Linked DNA regions of Mus musculus: region 2 is linked to region 1. The links are chromatin contacts, called in public Hi-C maps. All regions are on one chromosome and are shown on one strand. Each heading gives the region's core, a stretch centred on a gene start, on an enhancer-like site or on the middle of the called end of the contact. The rest is flanking DNA. Distances are from core to core; before and after follow the strand shown.

Region 1 (4,688 bases), core at 1,779-4,278:
CTATTTAGCTATATCCACCCTTCTTTTTAGTCTGAAATAGGATCTCAACTGATTTTCCTTGCACTCCCTCTAGCCTAGTTTGGTCTTGAATATTTGAATCTTTGTTTTCAAATCAATCTCTACAGGAACTGAGAAAGGCATGTACCACTTCATGTGGGTCAGTTGGGCTACTTTTCCCAACTTCCCAAGCACCCACTGCACAGCTATGCCTTGAATCAATCAACATGTAAGAGACCAGGGTCGCCAGGCGGTGTTTACTTTTCTGGTTGTCTTATCTCTCCTCCTCCGCTCTAGTCTTATCTGACACCCTCTCCTTGCCTTGTCTCTCCTCTTTTTCCCTTCTAGGCTTCCTTTTCTGGCTTCCTGTTTTCCTGATCCTCTGTTATCTCACCCTCCCGCGGTTTCTTTTGCTCTGGGCCTTTGGTTGGCGGTTTCTACGGTTTCTACGTGGCTTTTGGAACCTCAGCCTTTCTCCCTTGCTCTGAAGTTAGCTGGATCTTTGCTCCCTCTGGGTCATGGGGCCTTAGCCCCATTCTTTCTCCCCTGCCTGTGCTGCATGCCTTTTGACTTTCCCAGCAAGTGTATGGAGAGTGAGTTCAGGCTGGGGACACAAAACCATTCTCCCCATGTCCTGGTACTCAAAGGGGTCATGGTGGAAGCTGGAGAGCCCCTGGCTGGCTTCTCCTCCCACCCCCTCAGTTCTCAGGGACTCAGCAGGGCTCCCACTAACAGGGGCAGGCTAGGGCTTGAGCTGTGTCTTGGGTCGGGCCAAGGCTTCAGAACTCAACTGCCTCTGGCACACCCCGAGCCTGCAGCTTTTCCTGGCATCAAACTCAGCATTATCTGGAGGCAGGCACCACTCCCACACATGACTCATTAGGCCCAATGAGAAGATGGGTCGGTGGGCTAGTGACAGGGCCCTAGACAGCCACACTTCATGCCCAGGGGCTAGGAGCACACCCCCAGAGCCTCACTACTCTCAAATATCAAGATGAGGGGAGAGTATAGAGGGAATGTCTCCCTCTGAAGACCTGAATTATTGTGATGTTATTTGAGCCACGCTGGCCTTGAACTCTGAACCCTCCTGCCTCATCTTCAAAGGCTGGAATTACAGGTTCGCGCCACTAGGCCTATCTGAGAACTTAGTTAATTCTACAGAAGAGAGTTTGTTTTCACTGGTTTGAAACGAGGCCTCGTGTACCCAGAGCTACTCTTTTGCCAACTCACTGTAGAGCCAAGGATGACCTTGAACTCTGGTCTTCCTGGCTCCGAGTCCTCGGTACTGGGTAGACAATGTGTGATCCTAACCCCCAGTTTTATGTGGTGCTATACAGATGGCATCCAGGGTTTCCTGCATGCTGGACAGGTCATCAACCAACCGAGCCACATCCTCCTCATCATCATCACTTTGTTGTTGGTTTTCAATCCAGAGCTCATGGAGCCCAAGCTGGCCTCAATCTATATAACCAAGACTGTGCCTGGTCTTCCTGTCTCTACCTAACAAATGATGGTGGGATGCAGGGATGTACAACCAGGAGCAGAGCCTTACTTCTAAACGAAGAAGGAACCCCACCTCCCTGTGGGCAGACCTGGAGGTGGGGCAAGGACCACAGAAAGACATTACAGAACTAGGATCGTGAAGGAAGTCATGGAGGCCAGCCTGTTGTACAGAGTGAGTTCCAGGACAGCCAGGGCTACACAGAGGAAAACAAGAAGGAAAAAAAAAAAAAAAAAAAGAACTGAATGACTAGCAGTTTTAGAACCTTAGCTGTGTGCTTCCCGTACCCTACCTGTGGCACAGGAAGCCCTTGTTGCTAAGAGTAGGATGACACTGGAAGCACCAAGCACTGGGCAGAGTAAGGGGGAAATCTGTTACATTATTCAGATGGGCGCTTGAGGACTGAGCAGGACTCCTTTCAAGAAGCAAAAGGGTCAGGCCTGGTGCCCACAGGGACTGGAAGCTAGCTAGCGCCGAGTTGGCCCCAGAGATGTCGCAACCCAGCCAGGGTCGAGAATCTGTTCCACCCCTTTCACAACCATCCCCCTGTTGTCGTCGTCCCCACCCCCACCCCCGCCCCAACTGACACGTGGGTTGCAGGGGCACCAGGCCAGCCAACCTAGAGTCTGGGCCCCTTAGCCACCAGCTGCCAGGGGGTCACTGTCGGTCAATGACAGCTCTGGGGGAGGGGGGGAGAAGGGCCTTGGACTCTAGCCTGAGAGAAAGGATGTTGTGGAAGGAGGGGGCAGGGAGGCAAGTTTAGGGCCTGCAGGGGCCTAGGAGGCCCCACAAGACCTAAAAACGGGGGAAGGGGGGTTGTGCCAGTTAGGGGACACTATGGAGCTCTGCAAGCTAAGAGGCTCTTAGCTTCTTTGCAGTTTTGACTAGCTGAAGAGGCAACTTCTAAGGAAGGGAGATGAGGGGATGCCAAGATCCCAGAGAGCATCCGAGGAGGTCTGAGGGTGTGCAGATGCAAAGGCATTGGAGGTGAAGGGAGCCAGGGTGCAGCATCCGGGACAGAATGTGAGCTGAGGCTCCTGGTCAAGGAGAAGGTAGAGAAGAGCTAACCTGAGGATGCAGTGTGAGCTAGGGGTGAGATGGGGGTGAGGGGAGTTGTTTGTAAGACCCCCCCCCTTAAGGTGGGACAGCCTCAGAGAGAGAGTGAGTAGGCAGAGCAGCCAAGGCTGGGTGGAGATCAATGAGATTTGGAAGTGAGGATGCTGACCAGTGACGAGCCTTGGGCCTAAATAAAAAGCCTGGATGTGGGATCTGCCTCCCAGTATCGACCAGAATGACAGAAGAGAGTGGGCTGGTTGTGTTGGTGTTGGTGCATGCCTGTAATCCCAGCAACTCACTAGAGAGGCAGAGGCAGGAGCATCACAAATTCCAGGCCAGCCAAAAAGCCTATGTAAAAAAAAAAAAAAGAGAAAAAAGAAAAAAGAAAAAGTAGGTGGACACAGAGACAAGGGGGAGGCTCAGGGGGAGGGCGACCAGCTTGCTCCGCCCCCTCCCCAACCGGTTAAACCTCTGTGCAGGATCCTCCCACCGCCATGGGCCTCCTGAGAGATCCTTAGATCCAGGTTAGTGCATAGGAAAGTGTCCCCCCACTACCTACAGCTAAGGGATTGGGGTGGTGGGATCATGGTGGAGGGCGGTGGTGAATACTAGCGATGTCCCCCGCTACCCGTGCGTCTGCCTCCAGGGTGCCCCTCCAACCAGGATGAGGCTCTTCATCGCTCTTCCTGTCCTGATTGTGGTCGTAGCCATGACCTTGGAAGGTAAGAAAGAGCCTTGGAAGGTAAGAAAGAGGCTTGGAAGTGTGAAGTTGGCCTTGTGCCTGCGGCCCAGGCTTAGAAGACCCTCGAGGAGGGCTCTGAGGTCCCTTTCTGTGTCATCATTCCACTACCGCCCTCCCATCGTCCCCCATCCCACCTGCCAGGTGCCTTATTTTTGTGTCAAAGTGGGTGCTGAAGGAGGCAACTCTGTCCAGAAAAGACGCAGTAACCAATGACCTAGGATACCACCCTTTGGAATTGGCTAATCTTCCTAGAAGGGGCGGAGCGTAAAAACAAGGAGGTGAGAGGTGCAGTAAAATCAAGTGTCCAATACCCTCCCCCATGCTAATGAGTTTGCTCGCAACCCTCTCGCGGCAGGCCCAGCCCCCGCCCAGGCGGCCCCGGATTTGTCCGGAACATTGGAGAGCATACCGGATAAACTGAAGGAGTTTGGGAACACTTTGGAAGACAAGGCCCGGGCAGCCATTGAACATATCAAACAGAAGGAAATTTTGACCAAGACCCGGTTAGGACCTTTCAGGGCACGGGCGGGTGGTGTGTGTGTGTGTGCGTGCGCGCGCGCCCGTGTGTAAAAGCCCTAGCAGACAGTTCCACACTGACACAATGGGGAAACTGCACCAGAGTGTTTGACACTTTCCCTGAAGTCATAGAACTGTATCTGAAGTCATTGAACTGGATGTCAAAGTGCTCGTAGTGTGGAGACAGGCGGTGTAACTCCCAGCCAACTGTTAGAGATGTTTCCAAGTCCTAGTGAAGGGCCAAGCTAGGCGGCTGACTGGTTAGGACAGACCCTGACCCCTCCCTGTGTACTCTTGAGACAGGTCATGACTTGAGTCTCCGAGACAGAGAAAGAATGTAGGAGAGTTGGGGCAGGGGCACAGCAGAAGCTGTACAGGCCTGGGCTCTGCAGTTTACACTGGCCAAAGAGAGATTAGGGCATGCTGGGTTAAGAACTAGCCAGGCAGTGGTGGCGCACACCTTTGATCCCAGTATTCATGAGGCAGAGGCAGGCAGATCTCTTTGAGGCCAGCCTGATTGGAGCTAGTTCTAGGAAAGCCAGGGCTACACAGAGAAACCCTGTCTCAACACCACCACCACCCCCCAAAAAAAAGGGCCCAGCAAAGAACAGAAATAGGAGTTTGAGACCAGCCTGGGCTATAGGCAAGGTTCTGCCTCAAATTGAAAACAACAACAAAAAGCAGGAGGTGAAGACACCTGAGAGACACCTGGTATGCTGTAAACAGGTTGGCTAGCCAGTTTGGCAAGTAGACAAATCGTTCATTTAAAGTGAGGTCTGAGTTTGATTACAAATATCCAGCCAGGCCTAAACTTGGCAAAGGAAGTTTCCTTTGGAGGGAAAGTGCAAAGGCCCTGGGGTGGGAAGATCTGTAGAT
Region 2 (4,799 bases), core at 918-3,417, 8.7 Mb before region 1:
ACACACACACTCACTCACTCACTCACTCACCATGGGCTGGGGGTGTAGCTAAGTACAGAGTGCCTGCTCAGCGTCTGCAAAACCCTGGTCTAGCCCGGCAGTAGTGACCTTTAATCCCAGCACTTGGGAGGCAGAGGCAGGCAGATTTCTGAGTTCGAGGCCAGCCTGGTCTATAGAGTGAGTTCCAGGACAGCCAGGGCTCAGGGCTATACAGAGAAACCCTGTCTCAAAAAACCAAGAACAAACAAACAAACAAAAAACCCACCACCAACAACAAAAAAATCCTGGTCTAAGTATATAACCTCTCCAGGTCCTGGACAGATGGCTGAGAGATTAAGAGAATGGGCTTGCTTCTCTTGCAAAGAACCCACATGACAGGTGACAACTCCAATTTCACAGGATCCAGAGTCCTCTCCTGGCCTCCTTGGACACTAGGAATGCTGTGACACCAGCCCCTTAGACCTGCTCCGGAGACACAGCCAAGACTACAGCTCACTCCAGCCTCCAGGGCCCTCTCATCGAAAGCCCACCTTACTAGTATCCAGTTCTAAAAGGACCTGTGTAGTAAGTTGCTCCCGGAAGCTTGTTAGAACACCAGAGGCAAATCACAAAGGTCAAAATCCTCACCACAGCCAACAGCCTGCATCTCCACACCCCCACCTCTTCTCACCTGCTCCACGAACACACCCATCTTCAGCCTTAGAGTGTTATCTGGAACATCTCTCTGGTGTTCCCATGGCTCCTTCCCCTCCTCCAGGTGTCTGTCTGTTCAAAGATCTCCCCTGGGGCCGGAGAGATGGATCAGCAGTTAAGAACACTGGCGGCTCTGACAGAGCACCTGGTTTGATTCCCTGCACCATAACCCTCTGAAACTGCAGTTCCAGGGGATCTGCCGCCCTCCTCCAGTCTCTTTGGACACCAAGCATGAACATGGTACACAGACACACTTGCAGGCCAAACACCCATACACATAAAATAAAAACAGTCCATCCATGACAGCTATGATAATCTGCATCCCACCCTACTTATCCATACTTATCAGTAGCTAATCTAACGATACAGTTACACTCCCAGATGGTGAGGGAGCCAGGAGTTTAGGCCAGTCTGGGTAACATAGGGAAAGTCAAATTTTAAAAAAAAGTACTTAATTCGTAGACTTTCAGTACTCAGTCTCCTTAGTAAAAAGTCAAGTCCTCAGAGACAGAGGATACAGTTCCTAGTGAGTGGTCAGTAAAAAAAAAAAAAAAAAAAAAAAAAATCTGTTCAGAAACCTGTAGAAGACAAATATCCATAAAGAGTGTGTTGTAAGCATCCATCCATCCCTGGGATCTGAGATTTGGATTTTATCTGACGCCCAGGCCATCTAATAAGAGACGTTATTGCCCTCTGGCGACCAGAATAGAAACTGCAACTTTGGGACTGTTCCACAGACCATTGCAAAAAATTCACAAAGAAATGTTCATTCTTCAAAAATTCTGTAGTTTCCGGGTACAGTGACGCACGTCTTTAATACCAGTACTAGGGAGGCAGAGGCAGAGGCAGAGGCAGTGGCAGGCGCTCTCTGTGAGTTCGAGGCCAGCCCGGTCTACATAATGACTTCCAGACCAGCCAGAGAGTTACATGGTGAGACCCTGTCTCAAACAAGCCAAAACATTTGATTGAAATTATAAAATGTGAAGACTTCTAAACTGATGAGAGAACACCAGAAAAGAGGTAGATGAGTTAAAAAAAGAAGTGCTCCAGGTGAGGATCGAACTCACAACCTCGGCATCGCTTACGCCTAGCACTGACATATAAGTACCGCGCGCTAACCGATTGCGCCACTGGAGCTCCGGCCGCACCCTCGCGCCACAAAGTCCTTCAGTCAGTTGTAGTCGCAGGACTTTGTTGAACGGCTCGGCCCAACATTGCATATGCAAATATAAAGCCCGCCGATCGACCAATAAGAACAAGAGTGTGAGACTATTCCAGATTCTCACGCCTCCTGGGCCCTTGCTGTAAAAGGTAAAAAGTCCTCCCGGCTCTAGGCTCTTGGAATGTGGGCGGTGACTCGCCGTTGGAACCGCTTGCTTGCAATTATTCAGAGTAGGGGGCGGGGATTTTAAAAGCCTTTACGGGAGGGCGTGCCGGAAGGCGGCCCCTCCCCCCAGCAGGCGGGAACAGGATGTGAGCCGCGGCGGCGGCAAAGGGGAGGAGAAGCCTTGGGCGGCCGCCCCCCGCCCCACATCTGGGACCCGACTCTCCCCGCCCCAGATGCGGCGTTGCCGCTGCCCCCAGAGCCCCAGGACACTCATCCCGGAGCCCGAGGCGTTCATAGTCTTGGGCCCAGGCGTCCGGGAACTCTGTCCCGCGTTTTAAGAGACCCGCAAGTCCCGGCTCCCGCAGAGGGGCCGGGACCTCTGATGTCCAGCGCCCCCTCCTGGAGGAGCCCGGGGCTCGGGAAGTCAGCCCCGAGGCTGGAGGCCCGTCCCGTACCCGGCTTCGAAGACCGTAGGATCTGTGGCCGTGCATCCTTCCCACGGGGTCCCAACTCTGAGTCCAAGACCCCCTCCTGGAGCCACTTGGGGACAGGACCTCGCGCCTCGACTTAGGGCTGCAGCATCCATCACCTCCAGGAGACCGAGGAGTTAGCCAGTCCTTGCGGTCCCTCCCGGAGGTGACTTCACTCCTGCCCCTCGGGTTCTGGAAACTCTGGAATCCCGGTGCTCCCGACAACACACAGCCCTACCTAGAAGACTGAGGAGTTTGGGTCCCCAGCGCCCTGGTCTGAGACTCGAGTAGAGGGTTGCAGCATCTTCTATTTAGAACACCGAGACTTCGGACTCCGGATCCCAACTCTCCCCGGATTCTGGAGTCCGAGAACCCCAAGTTCACGACCTTAAGTCTGGGTTGTGAGCCTCCCCAGGGATCGCGCGTTACGGTCCAGACGCGCGGGACTCCCGACCCCAAGGCCCGTGGCTCCCCGGGAGGTGAGGGGAGCGAGGGGCCCGGGGCTGGGGGAGGGGGCGGCGCCGAAGCGGAACAATGAGGGGGCGTGCCGGCGGGGGGTAGCGGAGGCGCCGGCTGGAGTTGGGGGCTGCAACTGCACAGGGGAGAATCCAACGGTGGGGACCGCGGTTGGGGCGCCGAGGGACCGACTGGAGCTGGGTGGAGGACTCGGGGCCAGCGCCCCAGTACGCCGTCTTGGGCGGGGTAAGGAACAGTCTGTAGGACCCTGGCATCCGGTCCCCCAGCCTCCGCCCTCCCCTGGGACCCCGCGGCCTCTCCCGCCCACGGTTTTTCCCAGCCCTGCCCCTCGCCCTCAGCTTCAGCCTGAGCCTGAGAGTTCCCAGGATCCCTGAGCCTTGGGAGGGGGGCCCCCAGACAGATGGGACTTGCAGACTCAGGCACTTTTGCTGTCTTCGTTCTTTGTCTCAACCTTTTTCCATCTTTGGCTTGTATTCTCAGCCCCTTCTTCCTGTCACTTTGTATCTTCTTGGGGCCCCTCCTTGAGTTTAGATCAGCTTCCAGCACCCTATCTGTGAGTAGGAGCGGCCGAGAGACCGGTGAAGTCTAGTTCCCAAGAAGTGGGTCTCTTCTGTAGGTCGGAGTTGTGCCACTCAATCATGCCCGAGGGAGCCCGGGGATTGAGCCTGCCCAAACCCAGCCTTAGGCTCGGGTGTGGCCACCAAGGTGAAGTTTGCGACTGCGCAGCAGTGAGTGACACTCCAACAGGTGAGCAGCCCAGACAGGTGGAGCCTGTGGGCATTTGTCCCTTCCTTCAGGACAATGAGCATCCCTCTATAGCTGGCCTAGTGCTGAGCATGGCCAACATAGCCCAGCCCTGTCACCACGGAGGAGACTGCTAAGCTGAGAATTCAGGAGAAAGGAGTTGGACTCAAAGAAGAATTCTGCATGCAGGGAGCAGTATGTGCAGAGGCTCACAGCTGCACCTTTAAGTAACTGGACAAAGTTGAGTGTGAAGAGGTGGGGGGCTGTTGAGAGCTGAGTGGTGGAAAGGGAACTGGGTGAAGGGTTCTACCATGGCTGCATTAGATGGGGCCCCGTGCGTGTGAGGAATTTGGACTTGAACATAAAGGGCCTGTGCTTATGTGAGTGACAAGGTCAGTTGGGCAGATTCACAACGATAGGTGTGGTTGATGGAAGATGTGAATAAAAGCACTGGAGGTTTAGGTCCCAGAGAGGAAGGAGCATTGATAGGTACTGAATCAGACTGGAGAAGTAGAGGAGTGGAGCAGAGACCTGTGGGGACTGTCACCTGAGTGTGGGTGACCATGGGGACCGTAAGACCGTGTGTCTGGGAAGCCCTGACCACTTGCTCCCTACCTCAGCAGCGCAGGCAGCCACCACCATGGCTTCTCCAAGGGGTTCTGGCAGCTCCACTTCGTTGAGCACTGTGGGCTCCGAGGGGGACCCATCTCCAGCCTGCTCAGCCTCCAGGCCAGAGCCCCTACCGGAGCCCCCCATACGCCTGCACCTGTTGCCTGTGGGAATCCAGGGTTCGGTGAAACCCTCCAGGCTGGAACGAGTGGCCAGGGAGATTGTGGAGACAGAGCGGGCGTATGTTCGCGACCTTCGCAGCATCGTGGAGGTGAGGTGGGCAGGTACCTGAAGACAGTGGGGACCCAAGCCAGGCCCTCGGCTTCTGTAACCAGTCATCCCCACAGGACTACCTAGGCCCTCTGATGGATGGCAGGGCCCTGGGGCTGAACATGGAGCAGGTGGGCACACTGTTTGCCAACATCGAGGACATCTATGAGTTTAGCAGGTGAGGGACAGGAAGGGGACCACAAGGGGAC

What was found. Hi-C and Micro-C count contacts between places; a contact is called where the count stands out from the background.
Region 2: a Hi-C map of liver shows a contact between it and region 1, with 2.3 times the contacts expected there. The contact joins the promoter of Plekhg2 here to the promoter of Apoc1 in region 1. A contact is called at or near these places in 1 of 39 promoter capture datasets (frontonasal cranial neural crest) and 1 of 484 Hi-C or Micro-C datasets (liver).

What each region holds. Positions count from the first base shown.
Region 1 is chr7:19,690,999-19,695,686 of GRCm38.p6, reverse strand. Apoc1 (apolipoprotein C-I) reads left to right here and starts at 3,028. Exons shown (of 4, transcript NM_001110009.2): 1 at 3,028-3,078; 2 at 3,201-3,276; 3 at 3,652-3,799. The coding sequence starts at 3,219.
Region 2 is chr7:28,370,030-28,374,828 of GRCm38.p6, reverse strand. It overlaps Plekhg2 (pleckstrin homology domain containing, family G (with RhoGef domain) member 2), which reads left to right and starts at 2,167. Exons shown (of 19, transcript NM_138752.2): 1 at 2,167-2,969; 2 at 3,584-3,714; 3 at 4,332-4,591; 4 at 4,668-4,768. The coding sequence starts at 3,606. n-TIaat16 (a tRNA gene) reads right to left here and starts at 1,830; the gene lies at 1,736-1,830.